Regions from separate parts of the Mus musculus genome. Here region 2 is linked to region 1. Evidence: chromatin contacts called from public HiChIP or PLAC-seq data. All regions are on one chromosome and are shown on one strand. The core of a region is the stretch at or near the end of the contact, and the rest is flanking DNA. Distances in the headings are between cores, read along the strand shown. Region 1 has its middle 60 kb from the start of Ptch1. Region 2 holds the start of Ptch1 (patched 1).

The links. HiChIP or PLAC-seq counts read pairs in DNA pulled down with a chosen protein or histone mark.
Region 2: a contact with region 1 is called in an H3K4me3 HiChIP or PLAC-seq map of the SCID.adh cell line, with 18 read pairs. The contact joins the promoter of Ptch1 here to the enhancer-like site in region 1. A contact is called at or near these places in 10 of 39 promoter capture datasets (the 3T3-L1 cell line, cranial neural crest, embryonic stem cells and 4 more), 11 of 484 Hi-C or Micro-C datasets (the C2C12 cell line, the G1E-ER4 cell line, the MC38 cell line and 4 more), 19 of 115 datasets of contacts at active chromatin or transcription factors (the 230-238 cell line, the SCID.adh cell line, Th17 cells and 9 more) and 2 of 9 other capture datasets (adipose tissue and liver).

The regions. Positions count from the first base shown.
Region 1 is chr13:63,503,133-63,507,567 of GRCm38.p6, forward strand. No RefSeq gene overlaps it. Among named protein-coding and RNA genes, the nearest start is that of Ptch1, 60 kb to the right of the region's middle. Within about 2 kb of position 1,304, at least 1 of the 459 cell types and tissues checked has an H3K27ac peak or open chromatin away from gene starts, as enhancers often do. A contact at or near this core is called in the SCID.adh cell line, where this site is marked.
Region 2 is chr13:63,564,044-63,568,195 of GRCm38.p6, forward strand. Ptch1 (patched 1) reads right to left here and starts at 1,692. Exons shown (of 24, transcript NM_008957.3): 1 at 1,319-1,692. The coding sequence starts at 1,477. RefSeq lists an enhancer at 2,251-2,430.

The DNA of each region.
Region 1 (4,435 bases), core at 54-2,553:
CTGTGAGTTTCACATCCATGAGTTAATTCAATTTTGAATTAACTTTGAGTCAACGTTGAGTCAAAAGCATTTGAAAAAAGTTATATGTGTATGGAACATTTTGACCTTTTTGTTATATTCTAATTGATATAGGGTAACATTTTTCATAGCATTTACATTGTGCTATAAATTATATAAAGATGATTTAAAGTAGTAAGTAATGTAAAGATCATTTTAAGTCTGCAGTAGGATGTCTACAGGCTGCATGCCAATGCCACACCATACTTTAAAAGGAACTTGAACATCTGAGGATTTAGGTGTCAGTGGGGTCCTGGATGCTGAGGGATGACAGTGGAGAGTGGGAAATCCAGAAGGGGCCAGATGTCACAAATGTACTCCTTTGAGAGTGTTTGAGCAAGCATGTGCACACATGATACATTTTGCAGTAGACCTTGGCTCTGTATTCAGCAATGGAAGAATAATTCATAAATTCAGACAGTCTTCCATTCCAACACTTTGAAAATCCCCCTGTAATTGTGTGTACCTTATGATTACAGGCCATTAGTGACCATTAGTAAATGAAGTTAGAGATTTCAATCGTGAAATGCAAACCTAGTTTCATGTATTAATTGCTTCTAATTACGGAAGAACATTTTAGCCAATTAGCTTTTGGAATTTAGGTGTAATCAGAAGGAGAATTCAGAGATTTGCTAATTGCTTCCCTCAGTGCTGCTCTTTGCTTTAGCACAAACATTTGCTGAGTGTGCAGGGTGGCAAGTATGCTTCTGGAGGTGCAAGACTTTAACATCAGTGTGGATGTGAGCCCTCTGTGTCTTTGAAATTAACACATAAAACAAATGGGGGAAGATGAAGACAATGAGGTAACAAATACCTCCATTGCTGAGGGCATTAGCAAGCCATATTGACTCTCGATGTTACAAAGTTTCAAGGGTCTCTGGCAGCTTTAAACTTCTGTGAATCAGACATCTTGGTTCCTGGTAGCCTTCCATGATGCCATGCAAGGTAGGAACTTTAAGGAAGGACAAAAATGCCCATCATGAGATGGGCAAACCTACCTCAGAGTTCAAGCATGAAGGGCTGCCCTTTCTCCCATCTGGTAGACCATGGACTCCCTGAAGGAGGTCATTGGCCAGTTCTTTTATTTTATTTTTTGTTTTCTAACAGCCCTGGCTATCTTAGAAGTTGCTTTCTGTTCATCTGACCTGGTCCTCTCTGATGGTGCTCTTGGTCTGCTGCAGAGGGACTCCTGTTGTTCTCCATTCCTGCCTCATCTTGCTTTTTCTCTGGCTGCAGAAGCTTTCAACACGAGTTCACCTGCTTCTGCCTTCGATTCACATTTATAATTGCAAAGGGGAGCCTTTGGCATCTCAACTCAGGCTTACTCCCACCGTCCTCGTTATTATATAATAACTCACCAGTCAGAACTTGCTCATCGACTCCTCCCCCATCAACATAATTTCTCCCTTTATACAAATAAACCAGGTTATTATCCACCCCGCCCCGCTTCCCGAAAGAACACAAGCTGTTGTCCGTTGCGTGTAAAGATGGTGTCATTGATAAGAGGCATTTCCTGCAGCAGCTCTCTCAGGAACAACTTGCTTGGCTTCATTGCCCTTGCTGTGCACTCTGACATCACATGCTGGTACCTTCAGATGAATTAAGATAACACTCTCCAGGAAAACGGAGTGTCACAGAACCTCCCAGACTTCTGCCAACAGTCATGGCTTCTTGCTGAGGTCTCTATCTTAAAAAGGGGAGGAACGCCCCTGTGTCTTGGCAGCGGTGGTTCTCTTTAGCGGTGTGTTCAGATTTTTGACATTGCAATATGACATTATCATCTCTAAAGTTCACGCTGGAGAGCCACACAGTTGAGTCGCTCAGTCCCTCTGAAATAACCTCATGAAAAAGCTTTCATGCTTTAAGTTTGTGGATCTGTTTCTGGACCCTATGAAGAGCTTGCCCTGGCCACACAAGGATGCATCCGCAGGCTGCACAGACACCTGAAGATTGTAAGCTCCGTTCCCTTTGCTTCAAGAGGAATTCCTACAGAGATGCCATGACTTCATGTCAAAGTAGTCATATCACATGGGAACATCCCAGCTGTGCCTTCTGGGTCACTTACATTGGGTACCATTCTTTTTGTAACAGAGCCTCAAGCCCTCTGTTTGCTGGAGTTCCATGATCTGAACAGGCCAGGGTATCCCTTGAAGAGGTTCATGATGACAGTTCTAATTTCCTGGCAGTACACCTACGCAGAAAATGGTGGCCAACACATCCTCTACTACTGCTGTGTTGAATGATAAAACAGACTCAAGCTTACAGTGTATGTTCTCATCACGTACAACCTTCATTAAAAGCAATTAACATCTGGGCAAAAGGTCTTTTCAGATGACAAGGAGACCTCCATCTCTTCTTTTGGGAGGTCAGTTACTCAAACAAAGCAACCGTCTTTGTATCAGCATGGTTGCTGCCTGGAGTTCAGAGGCCTGGAGCTTTCTAGTAGCTGTGGTATAAATGATGTGGAAAGAATGGAAGGGAGAGGGAGAGAGAGAAAGGAGGGAGAGAGAAGAGACAGGGAAGGAGGGGGAGGAGGAAAAAGAATGTGAGGGGTTATATTTACCTAGGTATTGAATAAAGATGGTAGATCTTGATACACAGTTTAATTAAAATTTTATCCCAGGCTGTGATTAAAAATGAAGTTATTTATTAGCTATACATTAATTATAAGACATATAAACCAGCTGACAAGATGGCTCAGCAGATAAAGGTACCTGCTGCTAAGACTGACAACCTGAGTTTTATCCTTGGGTCCACATGGTGGAAGGAGAGAACTGATTTCCATAAGTTGTCCTCTGATCTACACACACACAGTAAATATAAACATTTAAAAACAAACAAACAAACATAAAACTAGCAGTTGATCTTTGTGTTCGAAGCCAGCCTGGTCTACAGAGTAAGTTCCAGGACAGCCAGGGCTACATAGAAAAACTCTGTCTCCAAAAACCAAAATAGGGAAAAACAAACAAACAAACAAACAAACAAACAAACCTTAAAACTGGATGGCGATCAACCATCATCTTGTGGGACAAAGCATGTCTCAACAAAAGCTTCTCTCAGTCCGGGTTCTAATTAATGCTAGTAATATTTCCCATGCTCAGATTTAGAAAGTCTACATTCTCCTTGAGTTGAATTTGGAACCAAGTTAGCATTGTTTATGACACTCACTGCAGAAAGGCTTAAGAACAGATCTATCAGCACTTCTATCAGAAGAAAAGGTAACCCTTAACTTCTTTCCTAGACTGTCTCTATTATGGAGGTAATTAACTGAGTATTTGATTCTCATGTGCTTTGGGGCTGTTTCTCAGCAACATTTCACTTTGTGTTTTATAACAAGTGGCCTGGGGCAGTGATTACTTAGGCTAGCTGCCCAGCAAGCCCTCAACATCGAGATTACAAATACAGCTGGTATATGGCTTTACCTAGATCCTGGGGATTGAACTCAGGTCCTCATATTTGCACAGCAAACCCTTTCTTACTGAGCCATCCCTCTGGCCCAGCTGGAGCTCACTGTAGGGTGTGAGTTTGCCTCTTGGGTTTCTATACAATGATCCCAGGCACCCCTGAGATGCAAACTCAGGCCCAGGGTCATTGTAAAGTACATGGGATGTGGCTGATTCCATCCTCACTCACCCAGTGACTCCACCACCATTCTGACCTTCAGACATCACCCTCAGAGAACATTTATTCTAATTTAGTTTATAGATGACACAGGATTCCAAAGTTTCAAGGGATTTGCCCTCAGTTGGCCAATTGGATGCTGGGAAAGCCTCTAGGCAGGAAGGGAAGACAGAGGTCCCTCATCCCCTGCCTATTATATCAGGGGTACATAGCCTCTGCTGAGGTCCTGCTCACAGCCGTGTGGGACACAACACTGGGAAGGGAGTTCCTGGGCCGAGATTCCCAGACACAAATGTGAGGTTTACAGGTCTCAACTTTTTCCCACAGACGAACATGTGTTTTTGTGGAAAGACCACACAGCAGAGTCGGGACTGCTCTGTTATTTCCAGATTCTGGCCACTCAGCCTGAGTCACAGAGTGCCAAGGCCACATTAGCCTGGAGGAATTTACAAATTGTTCCTACTCTTAAGAGCACACTCCTGGGTTTCTCTCCCACAGAACCCTGACTCTCAGTACCACTGGACTCTGGGTTTTCTAGCATGCTTCTAAGGCATGCTGACTGAAGGACCACACTTGAGTAGCAATGGCCCAACACTTCCTTGCCTTAAGAGGACCTGGCAGATTTCTTCCTGAAGACCAGAGAGCAAGTATTTCAACAGTCTGCAGGTCAGTCAATCACTATTGCACACCACACAATTCTGCCACTATAGCGTGAAAACAGTCATGAATGGTGCGTATAGACAGATATGGCTGTCTC
Region 2 (4,152 bases), core at 442-2,941, 61 kb after region 1:
CGCCCCCACGCGTGGCCTGAGCGCCAGTCCTGAATGAGACTTGGGGTGCTGGGGAGAGAGGCTAACTGAGAAGCCACCACCAGCAGCCATGGTTTAGTACCGGGGACCTGGAGGGAGGGCCTGAGTGATCCTAGCCGAGAAGCCCAACACTAAAGAACCCCCAGGAAACGTCCCCCCTTCCCTAAGTCCTGCTCCAGCCTGTGGCCTCCTCCAGTGCCCCGGAGGCCGAGTGAAGGGCGCAAGCGCACTTAGGGACAATCTACAGCAACCGTGGTCCATCTGGCCCCGGTGTGGCTGTACGCGAGGTCCACGTGGTGAGCCCCGCAGCCAGAGTTCGGTCCACACTCTTTTCCACAGCCTTAGGAGACACCGCGGGAGCTCAGTTAGGAAATGCGGCAGCCATCTACAACTTACACTATTTGTGCTCGGAAGAGGGCGGCCACAAGGATCTTTCCTCCCTCTCCCATTCCCTCCTGGTGAACTCTTTAAAATAGCCGAGTGCACAAGGAAGAGGCCCAGGCCGGCGCCGGCGGGGGTCCTGGCTGGGCGCAGGCTGCTCTCCGGGCGGCGGAGCCCGGGGTGCTGGCCAGGGCCCCTGCGGGCCCCAGGCTAGGTGCTTGCCTTCCCCGGATTCCACACATTTCAGCCAGCCTCGTAAACACAATGAACCCGGCCGTTCCGCACACCCGTACCGAAGATTTAAGGTGGCAACTTGTTTACAACTGCCCCCCTCCCCGGCAGGCTGGGAGAAGAGGCGGCCCAAGACCTGGAAGAGAGGGGACGTCCTCTCCCGAGAATAATTTTTAAGGGAGCAGAGATTTCAAGCTCAACGAAAGCAGAACCGGCTGCCAAAAAAGGAAACCACCTTTACTTTGGCTCCCTCCCCTCTGTCTCTCTCCGCCTCTCTCCACTCCGCCTCCCCCTCAAAGAGGTTAAGAAATGTGGCAACGCCGAACTTTAGGCTGCAACCGTGGGCAGGGGCGCGGGAGAAAGGCGCTGGGGCCGAAGGCAGTGCCGCATTGCGGCCGCCCTGGAGGTGGTCCACTCAGGACGGTTTCCAAAGCTCCGGAAAAGGCACACCAGGGAGGGCGTGTGCGCGCGCACACACCACACACACGCACGCACACACACAGGCACCCCTCCACCCCCTGCGGACCTCAGACAGCCCTTTCCTCCAAAGTCCGGAGGGAGGGTTTGAATTTTTCAACCTTCACTTGTCTGCTGCTTTCTCAGGAGTGTGTGTGTGTGTCTGTGTGGCAGGGATCCCAAGGAGGAAGAAGAGGGAAAAGTGAAGAGGGAGGAGGGGACAGAAGTGCACCTTGGAAATCTGCTCCAGAGCGAAGGCGGCGTCGCAGTAGCTGGGCCGGTGCAGATAGTCCCGGTCCGGCGCGGCGCGGTGCGGTCCCCCGGTCCGTCTGCGCCTCCCGCCGCCGGCCTGCCTGCCCAGGGCCCCGGCGGCGTTACCAGCCGAGGCCATGTTGCCGCCGCCGCCGCGGGCTCCGGGCGCGCCTGGGCGCTCGGCTCGCGAGGACGCTGCTGGCCGCCGGGGACTCCGGCTCCGGGTGACAGACCCGCTGCTGCCGCTCACACGGCGGGCGCTGCGGGTGCTGCGGCCGTGGCCGCTGCCGGGGACTCAGACCCTGCGCCTTCCATTGCCACATTGCGCGTGAGTCCCGAGGTCTTTGCGGCCGCCGCTGCCCACATCCAGCTCGCGGGAAGGCGAGAGCCGGCGCTTCCAGGGCGCGCCTCGCGGTCCCCAAGTCCCCCCCAGACGTCCCCGCCCCGCGCCGCGACCCCTTCACGGCAGAAGGCGCGCGCAGACCCCCGCCGCTCGCGCCGGCTCCCTCGGCGCCCGCTGCGGGCGACGCGACGGTACCCGGCGAGTCTCAACGATGCCGGGCCGGGGCTGCCGCTGCTGCTGCTGGTGCTGCTGCGGCTGCGGCTGGAGTTGGCGGTGGCGGCTTCTGAAACGGCTGGTCGCTCTCTGGCTGCTGGGTTCGCGGTGGCTGCTCGGTCCCGGACTCTGCTTTCTTGTTCTCCTCACCGACCCGCTGGACCATTCTGCCCCCGCGCCGCGCGCTTCTTTCGCTACCGGGACCTGGGGACTCCGCTCTGTGTGTGTGCAGCGGGCAGCGGCCGCAGCAGCTCCTTGACTCAATAGATGAGATGGAAGAAGAAAAAAAAGAACTCTCTCCATTTGGAGAAAGAGGAGGAGGAGGGGAGGGGGTGGAGGGGGAAAGAGCGAGCGAAAGAGAAAAAGGCTGGAACTCCCGCCCCCGGGGCTGTCAGATGGCTTGGGTTTCTGCAACGCGATTGGCTCTTGGAGGGCAGAAATTACTCAGCAAACATGACTATTATTAGCTGCTTAGCAACAGCTCACCAAAGTAGAGAGACCACCCAGGTAGGCAACCCCCGTGTGTGCATCCCAGGCTTGGGGGTGGGGGGGCGCTCGCTCAGCGCCAACCCTCTCGCATGCAATACTTCCATTAAGGAATGCTCCCCCCTCCTTTCTTTCTTATTTCTTTTCTTTTCAACAGTGTCTTCTTTTTCGAGACGCCTTTTGCGAGCGCGCGCGCACACACACACAGACACACATACACACGCACACACTCACACGTACAGGAGCATTTGCCTCGCAATAGACATGAGGGATAGGTAATATATTTTTTTAAGCGCTTAAACAATTTCTGAGATTCCTCAAAGAAAACCCTTTTAGAGGCACTTTGGCCTCAAGCTGCAGCAAATACTGGGAGGTCCGGCTTGAATTCCCAGGCCTGCACCAATAATGACAGGGTGGTGGATAGTGCGCCAGTGTGTGCCAATTTTTTTTTCTCCTCTTTTCTTTTATAACCAAAGGCAAGACTTAGACTCTCGCAGGGAACAACGCCTCGTATTAAGATAAACAAAATGGAAAGTTAAAGAGGCGAGCAAGGATGTTGGGAAAAGCCAGCCCTTTTAAAAACCCCTCTCACTCCTCTATCGCCCCCCTCCAATACACAATACAGTCCAATTTGAAAACGTCTATAAGGAGACTCCAGACAAGTCTGCTATTTTATTTGAATTTTTAATATATAAAAAGCAAATCTTTTCAGCAGGCCAGAGAAATGGAAATGAGAGATTTCCTGATATTTGGAATTCGTCTGGATCCTCATTAATTAATCACATTCTTAAAGTCAGTTTTAAACTTTAAAACAAAATAAAGCTCGATACACACCCTGTAACATTTAATAGCGTGACGTAGAAGAGAATAAAGGCTTTGATGTGGAATTCATTTTAAACAAATTGTTCATAGAGCGCTACGATTTGTCCTGATATTGTGTCCAGTGTCACCAAGACATTCAGGGGATTCACAACAACAAACAACAAGAAGAAGAAAAATGCGTAGTGGGGAGGGGAGTGAATGTTGGAGCCAGCAACAAATTAAACTGTCTACACAACTACGCTCTTTAAGAAAAAAAAAAAATAACACTTAAGAAAGCACATTCCATTCTCCAATAAGTTTTGAAGTTCCTCCTCCCCGCAGTAGACACCAGACCCAGAAACACGGGATTCTGCTACGTCCTATTATTTTTCTTTTCCGACTTGAACTGCAGAAGGAACCGGAGTAGTGAGGAGTCAAATGAACCCGTGAAATGGGGCAGTGTGGCTTTAAGATGCACACGGTGTGTGTTCATTGAAGAAAAAAAAAAAAAAAAAAAGAAGAAAGAAAAGGAAAGAAAGAAACCCAGATGGAGGGAAAGGGGGGGGAGGAGTGGGGGAGAAGGCGGAGCCTACTCCACCACGTGACCTGGACCGAGAGGCCCATGCGCGCACCCGCGTTAGTGCGCGTCCGCGCCCGCGCGTTCCTGTCTTCGGCCTGCTCGTGATGCGGACGCACAGGTAACAGGGTCCGCGCGCGAGGCCAGCACGCCCCAGCCCTCATCACAGTGCGCACAACCTTCCCTGGCCCCGGGCAGTGTGCGCGCCCTACCGCCGCGGACAGACGTGCCGGACACGCCGTAGTACATTCCTGAAGGCGGCCCGGCCCCCTCGCGTTGCCCAATGAACGCGCGGCTTCTCAGCTGCCAGCCAATGGCTGCGTTCCGGCCCTTCCATTCAGCGGCGCCGGCTGCGGTTAGACAGGGGCCGCGCAGGGGCGCGCGGCCACCGGCG